2 separate regions of the Mus musculus genome follow, and region 2 is linked to region 1. A link is a contact called in public Micro-C data. All regions are on one chromosome and are shown on one strand. The core of a region is the stretch at or near the end of the contact, and the rest is flanking DNA. Distances in the headings are between cores, read along the strand shown. Region 1 holds the start of Sh2b3 (SH2B adaptor protein 3). Region 2 holds the start of Erp29 (endoplasmic reticulum protein 29).

The links. Hi-C and Micro-C count contacts between places; a contact is called where the count stands out from the background.
Region 2: a contact with region 1 is called in a Micro-C map of embryonic stem cells, with 3 times the contacts expected there. The contact joins the promoter of Erp29 here to the promoter of Sh2b3 in region 1. A contact is called at or near these places in 1 of 39 promoter capture datasets (pre-B cells), 3 of 484 Hi-C or Micro-C datasets (embryonic stem cells and myocytes), 3 of 115 datasets of contacts at active chromatin or transcription factors (extraembryonic endoderm stem cells, memory CD8 T cells and pancreatic cancer cells) and 1 of 9 other capture datasets (pancreatic islet).

What each region holds. Positions count from the first base shown.
Region 1 is chr5:121,835,440-121,839,447 of GRCm38.p6, forward strand. Sh2b3 (SH2B adaptor protein 3) reads right to left here and starts at 1,420. Exons shown (of 8, transcript NM_008507.4): 1 at 1,111-1,420. It overlaps Gm32422 (a long non-coding RNA gene), which reads left to right and starts at 2,722. Exons shown (of 2, transcript XR_387683.2): 1 at 2,722-3,241; 2 at 3,367-3,821.
Region 2 is chr5:121,449,911-121,454,076 of GRCm38.p6, forward strand. Erp29 (endoplasmic reticulum protein 29) reads right to left here and starts at 2,564. Exons shown (of 3, transcript NM_026129.2): 1 at 2,281-2,564. The coding sequence starts at 2,430. It also overlaps a transcript of Tmem116 not described here.

The sequences.
Region 1 (4,008 bases), core at 170-2,669:
GAAGAGGAGCAGCAAATGACCTCAACAAAACAGATAACACCCTTGTCATGACTGCCTGCCCTCCTGATCAAGCCATCCTGTGCTCTGGTGGCCCTCACAAGTTAGGTGTCAACTGAGGGAACCCAGGCCAGGAAGGGGTTTGTCATCTGACCCTGCCCAGGGTCCTTCAGAGTTCCCTGCCCACAGACTCGGGAAACCCCAGAGCAGCTATGCTCAGGAGAGAGCCGAGGACGGTCCCAGGGCCAGGGTCAATAAAACTGGACAGTCTGAAAACCAACGGCCTGTAACTGAGGTCTTCTCCCAACGGCCTGTAACTGAGCCCTTCTCCCAGCCGGACGCAGGTGCCTTCCACACAGCATTCATTAAAACTCCACCTCATTGTAACTGCACCACAAATCTCTTCTCACTCACTGAACAGCGGGGAAACTGAGGTCGCGACCCTCATCTTGGAGAGCAGAGGAGAAAGAACACAAGTTCTGCCTCTAGGACCCTCGGTTTCCTCTCTTGTCACTGCCCAGCCCTTGAGATCCCCAAACCACAGCTGCTGCCGCTGCTGCGGGCCAGCCCCTTCCCAGCTGACCACCCATTGGGACTGCACAAGTTCCAGAATGTATTCACCCCTCCTGGCTCAGATGGCGTTTCCTCCCAGAGGAGGCCTGGGGAACAAGGTTCAGAAAGTGTCCTAAGAGCATAAAACTCTTATAACCTCAACTTCCCCCAGCGGGCCCTGGCCTGTCATGGCCTGTCCCACCCCCTTCCCCCATCTCTGGCTGATTTCACCTTTAGGACTCCGCATATCATCCTTGGTTGATCACCGGGGCACTAGTGACACACGTGTCCCCCCCTCCCACCCTCACCGCCAGCACACCCCCCCCCCCGGCAGGGGCCCAAGCACGCTGTGTGCCGGGACAGCTCTCGGTTCCTCCCGCGGCGCCCCGCCAGGCTCCTCTCCGGAGGCCCCAGCTGAAAGCACTGACCTCCGCGCCCACATCACTGCGGTCTGGGATTGGGGAAGAGAAACAGAATGAGGAAACGCCAGAAAACAGAAGCGGGACCCGGGGACGGCCGCCCGGCCCAGTTCCTCCAACACGCTCGGCGGGCCGCGCTTACCGCGCAAGCTGCGGGTCGGGGCCCGGCCGGCCCATGGCGTCGCACGGCCTCTCGGCGCTCAGGCAGGAAACCCCGGCTCGGAAAACGGCCAGCGCCTCATTTCCGCCGCCAGCTCCTGACAGCAGCCGGGGGACGCGGCCTCGGGCCGTCCCCAGGACGCTGCTGCTGCTGCCGCCGCCGATGTGGACCCCGTGTGGCCCGTGACAGTCTGGGCTGGAGAGCGGCCAGGCGGAGGCGACGGCCCGAGCCCATGCCGCCCCACGCCGTTATGTAAAGAGGAACCAGCCGCGAGCCGCGCGCGGCGGCGGAGGGCGGCCTGGGGGCGTGGCCACAGAGAGCCACGCCCCGGGGCCGCCTGCGGAGGCCGGGGGCGGAGCCTATCCCGGCCCCGCCCTCCTCTCGCGCCTCCGCCCGCTGCCCGGTGGGAGGTAGCATAGCGACAAGCTCCGCCCCCATAAGGCGCGCTCTCTGCACCCAAGTTGCGTCGCGCCCCCTAAAGAAGGGAAAAAAAATAATAATAAAATAAAGAATCTCGAAGGGGAGGAGCGTGCTCGGTCCCGCCCCTCTCGCGCTGGCCAGTCACCGCGTGCCTCGGCAAGGCGGGGCCCCTAGAAGGGGTGGGGCGGGGCTAGGCGCGCGATGGGCGTGGCTGCCCCGACCTTCGGGACCTCCTAGGGGCGCGCCCCTGCGGACTCCCTCCAAGCCCAACCTTATCTGAGCTTGCCCGGCCGGGTCTAGCAACTGCGACCGCGGTTTTCATCACCTCCAGGGGAAGGGGCCAGCCCCACCCTGGCCCCACTATCCATGACTCCGCCGAGCCGTCCTGCCTCCGCGGCGCCATCCATTTGAAGTCCGCTCCCCTCCTAAGGTCCTCGGAGTCCCGGAACGGGCCGAGTAGGCTGTTCTCTACCTGGCCGCCCGGCCGCATTCTCTAGCTTGATGAAACTTTCTCCAAGAGCTCCTTCGCATCCCAGGCAGCCGAGCCCTTTGAACGTCCACGCCTGCGCGCCCCTTAGCCCTTTACCTTTTCTCTATCGCCACATTGGCTAACAGTGGGGTGCCCCTGTTCTGAAGTGGAGTCACTCACTGCACGCCAGTCTTCCCCGCGACTCTACGGAGGGAGGGGAAAGAGGAATGCCTGTCCCCTCCCCCTCCCCCAACAGGAAGCAGGCCGCCCACGCCCCCAGCTTGGAGGGGCCACTGCAAGCCTTCCCAGACGACAGGCTCCCACGAGCCGCTGGCTCCCTGGAGCCTTCCCCTTGCTGCGTGGGACCAAATATTTGACCCCCTCCAACTCAGTTTTTTCATCTATGAAATGGAAATAACACGTGTCTCCAGCCCACTCAGGGACTGGAAGAAGTGAGTTGCTCACATTAGAGCAGCCTAACCAACCGGGCTGAATTCAGTCCCCGGGCCTGCTGTTGGAGCCCGAAGAAGGGACTCCCCCGTAGGTGGGGATTTCCACTACAATCGGACGGCAGCAAGCTGGAGCCTGGTAGCAAAATGGCTTGGAAGAAGCCCCCACCCACCCACCCCCAAAAAACGAGCCAAGGCAATGTCTTAGGCACTATAAGGTGTTTGTGGACATCAGTTAGTGATTCCCTCGTGGGGGCGCCACTCTGGTTGGGAGACAGCATCGGTGACAGCTCCGTTGTGGAGTTGTCTTTGGGACACAGGAAGAGAAATCTTTGAGTAATATTTAAGCTGCGATCTCCCACATGATGAGGGGGGAAGGCAATCCCAGTCAATGCAGCGCCAAATGCAGAGGCTCTAAAGTGCCTTGTTAGAAAAGTAGCAATGGCCCCACCTACAACGAAGGAACACGTGCTATTTTAGAGGTCTAGGTGCAGAGTCAGGTTTGGTTTGTTTTTTGTTTGTTTTTCTCAGGGAAGGGAGGGTCCTTCCTGAGGGCACTGGGGAGCTATGAAGAATCGCGAGAAAGAGCAGGCCCAGATGAGCTCTGCCACAGAGGCTGGTGTAGGTGTCCCCATTCGGGGACGCAGCACCTAAGGAGGGCTGCGGTGGAGACTAGCTTGGTTAGCCCGTAGCACGCTCCCTACGACACCTGGGGCGACTGCCGGGTACCTGCAGCCTCGCCGGGGCCAGGAGGCGCGCGCGCGCGGAGCATCAGGTATTGGCAGTCCTTGCCAAATGGTGGCTGCAATCTGCCAGCCGCAAGCACTTTCCCTCTCGTAGCCGACTGCAGCTCTGCTGAGTTAAATGGAGACTTGTGGTTCTTCCTCTTTTTAATCACAGGCCAGCCCTGCCTGCCAGATTTCTCCGAGGCCCAAACCCGTTTCCTTCCTCGCGCTCAGTTTCTTCTCGCCCCGGCGGGGCCCGCCCCAGTCCGGGTTCCCTGAAAGCCCTGCGACGTCAGAGCCTTCTGTTTATTTGTGTTTCTCATTCCGAGGGCAAAGGACTCTGAGGCGGGACCCTGCGGTGACAGCAGCGACGACCCCGGGGTTCTGCGCCCCTGGGGACCTGACTCCACCCAGCAGGGCTAGGGGGTTGGGGGGTGGGGAGGACGCCGGTTCCCACGGCTGGCGGGGACTGCCGGAAGCAGTCTGTCCACTTCCAGGGGCCGGGCCACCCGCCCTTCCTTCCTGCTGAGGGCAGCGGCACCCCAGGTCCACCTGCAAGGACCCAGGTGGCCAGGTCAGAAGTACAACCAAGCCTAATCTAGCAGGTTCTATAAATCAACAAGGTCAGGGTCAAAATATCAGCCAGGTGCACTGGACGACTGGAGGCTGAGACACTTAGCAGCGGAGACAGGAGGTGAGCCTTGGCTACCTAATGAGTTGCAAACCTGCCCGAGCTACATGAGACGCTGTCTCAAATCAAACCAACTGAACAGTACCAATGAAAGCTAACCAGAGCCAAGAGTATTAGTAAGTCAAT
Region 2 (4,166 bases), core at 1,314-3,813, 380 kb before region 1:
AAAGAATCTGCTAAGAGCGCATCATGCCCCAGACACCATTCTAAATGGACACAGCAGTGACCAACACTGGGCCTCTCTGATGGAGCCTTCTAGTGATGGTCGGAAAGAGCCATGAGGAAATAGTTTTCTTTTTTAAGTTGGAGATCACTGAAAGGCGAGGCATGTAACAAGATTCCTGGACAAAACACCAGGAGGCGCCCTTTGTCTTTTAAGAGAACAGTCAGAATGAGGAACTGAGAACACAGAAGGGGACTCTAAAGGCGCCTGTGTTGAGGGGTTGGACAGGGCTGTTTTGGAAAGGGTTGCTGTTAGGACCCCCCCTATACCTGTTAAGACACCTGTTCACTCATGGGAACGCAACTCATCTGGTATGCTGTGTAGAGAGTCAGAAAAATACATCAGGTACTTCAGGGCATTGGTGGCACACGCCTTCAAACCCAGCACTAGGGAGAGTGGCAGAGGCAGGCAGATCTCTCTGAGTTCGAGGCCCGTCTGCTCTACAGAGCTAGTTCCAGGACAGCCAAAGTTACAAAGAAAAGCCCTGTTTAAAAAAAAAAACAAAAACAAAAACAAAAAAATAAAAATCATATCAGGTACTTCATAAACATGTCATCGTCTATGAAATATGAATGAGAAGCTGAAAACGGCAAGGAGTGCCCTCACGGGTACCAACAGGTCAATCTGGGCAACTGAGAAAGCGAGGGGACAAGAGAAGTTAACATTTAACCTAAGACAGAGCCACGAGAAGTAACCTATTCCAAAGATGGCAAAGAATGTTCCAGTCACAAGGAACGGCCACTGCGGATGGACTAACAGCTGTGAGCTAGGGGCAGTCAGAGAGAAGGCTTGTGTTGCCTGGAGACGATTGGAAAAGGGGGCAAATGACTAGGAAATGAGATGGAATAAGGGTCGTTCCTTGCTTGCTACTATATTAAGTAGAATCTCATGGTGCTGCCTGGTGGCCTGTGGGGTTAAGGGGGGGAGGGAGATGACACCCTCAGGGCAGATCCTTAAAGATGGAGAAGCAGGGAGCTGGTGAGAAGGCTCAGTGGTTAAGAGTGCCAACTGCTCTTCTGAAGGTCCTGAGTTCAAATCCCAGCAACCAAACAGTGGCTCACAACCATCCGTAACAAAATCTGATGCCCTCTTCTGAAGTGTCTGAAGACAGCTACAGTGTACTTACATATAATAAATAAATCTTTAAAAAAAAAAGATGGAGAAGCAGCAACTGACTAAACCCATGGTGCAAAATGTCCTTTTTATTCACACTTGGACTGTGGTATTACTAGGTTGCTATATAGGTTGGATGGATGACTAATAAGATGCTTAATTTTTTTTAATTAAAAAAAAATACAAACTTGAATGGGTTACACGTGTGTGGGGGGGGGGGTTCCTAACAGCAACCCTTTCCAAAACAGCCCTGTCCAACCCCTCAACACAGGCGCCTTTAGAGTCCCCTTCTGCGTTCTCAGTTCCTCATTCTGACACAATAAGAAAATGACCAAGTCTCTCCGCGCTAAGCCCAATAGAGGAACTAAGAAGATTCTGGTAACTAGAGACATGCACGAAGAACTGAGTCCAGAGGCCACTGCACTCAGCCTGCAACATTTCCACCGTCCATTTGCTCAGTCTTCGAAACCAATTTTTGTTTTAAAATAAATAAAATTGCTGAGGGTAGTGTAGTTTCTTACATGCCTTGACCGGGTTTTGTTCATTTCGTACTCCACTCCCCCAAGATGCTCTCTACAGGTGGGAGCCCTGCAATCTTTTTAACCCTTGCACTTTGTAGGGGGGCCGTGTGCGGTCTGAACCCGGTTTGCACATGGCCAAGAACGCTACAATCCATCCTCCGAGGAGCAGACTGGCATGCTAACCCAGTTCTCTCGGCCATCTCCACCCCATCCGAGAGCCTAGGAGCGTAGACCTCGCCCCGCCCTCCGGTCTTCCACTTGTGACTCGTGGATTGGATCTTTCCTATCATTGTCTTTTTCCCCAGTTGATAAAGGAAAAGGGACACTTGGTTCCCTTTGACTGCGCTTTGGTAGCTTTTTGTAAAAAAACAGATGTAGCGAGTACCGGGGTTGCAAGGATGCCGGGTGGTCAGGGTGCGCCCCTGCTCTGTCGACACTGGGCCTATAGGATGGTGGGGCGTGTAGGGATGGTCCCCAAGGACTGCCTGCTGCTGCCACCCCTCCGGGCCCAACGTCCCCGTGGGCTCGCGCTGCCACGGGCGTCTATCTGCACCTGCGCACGATCCCCGTCGCCCGCCGCCCTCATTACCTTGTAGAAAGTGACTGTGTCCAAGGGAAGGGCACCCTTCGTGTGTAGGCCGCTGCCGCCGTGCGGAGCAAAGAGGAGCAGCAGGCCCAGGAGCACGGACAGCAGTGGGGAGAGAGAAGCAGCGCCAGACACCCCGGCGGCGGCGGCCATCACGCCGGATGGTGGGAGCGGGAGAGACAGGCAAGCTACAGGCGGAGCGCTCCGAGTGGGCGGTCACGTCACGGGGAGGGCCGTCCTGCCGGCGGCGCGCATGAACGCAAGCGGCCACCGCCAGAGCGAGATGCTCCGGCCGCCTCCGGGGTGGAAGGGAGGGGCCGCGGAGGGGCGGGGCAGAGAGAGGGAGCGGCTGCGCATGCGTCGTAGGCGGAGCGGCGAGCGGGCGGGGTCGCGGGACGGGACGGGCCTGCCGCGCACGCGCACGCGCACGCGCACGCGCACTTGGCGACACTCGGCTAGGCCGTGTTCCGCTGCGTTCTCGCGGGAGGCGCCGCTTCGACCCTTCCCCTCGTTGCCCTCTCTCTCGCCTCGGAAGAAGACGTGGCGGCGTCCCTTCCTTCCCTGCGCTGGGCGGTCCTGCGGTCTCAAGAGACCCGCCGCCTCCCTCGGTTAGTCAGCTGTTTGTCACTGGTAGTCGCTGTCCTGCCCTTGTAGACCCCCGGTTGCAGCTCTGGTCAGGCCCGCGGGGACACTTAGGCAATGTGGCCTCCCATGTCGCAGGAGGTTGGGGAAAAGGCCTATTCGCCTTCGTGCTTTTTGGTCAAGTGTTGGTGGGTGGCACAGGCCTAATTTCAGCACGAGGCAGGGGGGTGACAAGACCAGGCTGGGCTGTCCCGTTTTCAAGGACTAGCTTATGGTACGTTCTGATTGTCTTCAGCACAGGGATAAAGGCTCGAAGGAATTCCTTATTGGAGACGACAGAGGGATCGTGGCCAGCAGGCTGTGTGAGCCAGCACAGGACATTCAATCCCAGTGCTAGCTGGGAAAACTGGCAGGCTGGTCTCTGAGTTGGAAGCCAAACCTCATCCATATACTGTGTTCCTGGAACTAGTACCTTCCACATCTAAGTTCCGTCCTTAGCACCCAAGGGGGAAAGCACAACTTTAATCACACCACTCCAAAGGCCAAGGGTGGCGAACCTGAGTTCAAGGCCAGCCTGGTCTACAGAGTGAGTTCTAGGCTATTCAAAGTCAACAAGGGTCTTCGAAAGACAGACACAAAACAGGCTGGGTGTGGACTACTTGCCAGTACTGGGGAGGCAAGGAGGATGCCCAAATTGGGGGGGCGGGGGGAAGGAAAAAGAGCGAATGATGAATGAAGATAGGTTGGTCAGTGGCCTATCCATGTATACAAATCTACATTCGCGTGCACACACACACACACACACACCTGTAGAATCATGAAAAAGCTAGACCATGTTGTGCTTTTTTTTTCCCTCTTTTTTTTATTACTGTTAAATCTCAAACCCTAGGTGAGACAAACGGCTGTGGTGACTAACATCAAAGTGGACCTGGCCATGAGGTTCTCCCAGAATCCCTCAGGGTATGACAGGCATGCCCTGCTCCCTACCCTAAACTTCTCCAGTCCAAGGGCTGGGCTGCCCTTCCTCCAGCCGCCTTTCCCTATAATAATCCAGCCATTTAAGCTATGGCAGTCTCTTGGTCAGTGTCTTGGCCCAGGCTGCCCCTCTTAACTGGGACTCTCCTCCCCTCTCTCCTCCCTTCCCCCTCTCTCCACATGGCTCATGGTCATGTTCACTCCGGACTGTGGTCTTCCTTTTTTAGCTACAATAAACTTCCTCCTCCATCATCCCTAGGAGCAGCCCTTCTATAAAAAGCACAGCTTATTACAGCTGCTGCCTTATGACCACCCCTCTAATAGACAGCTAG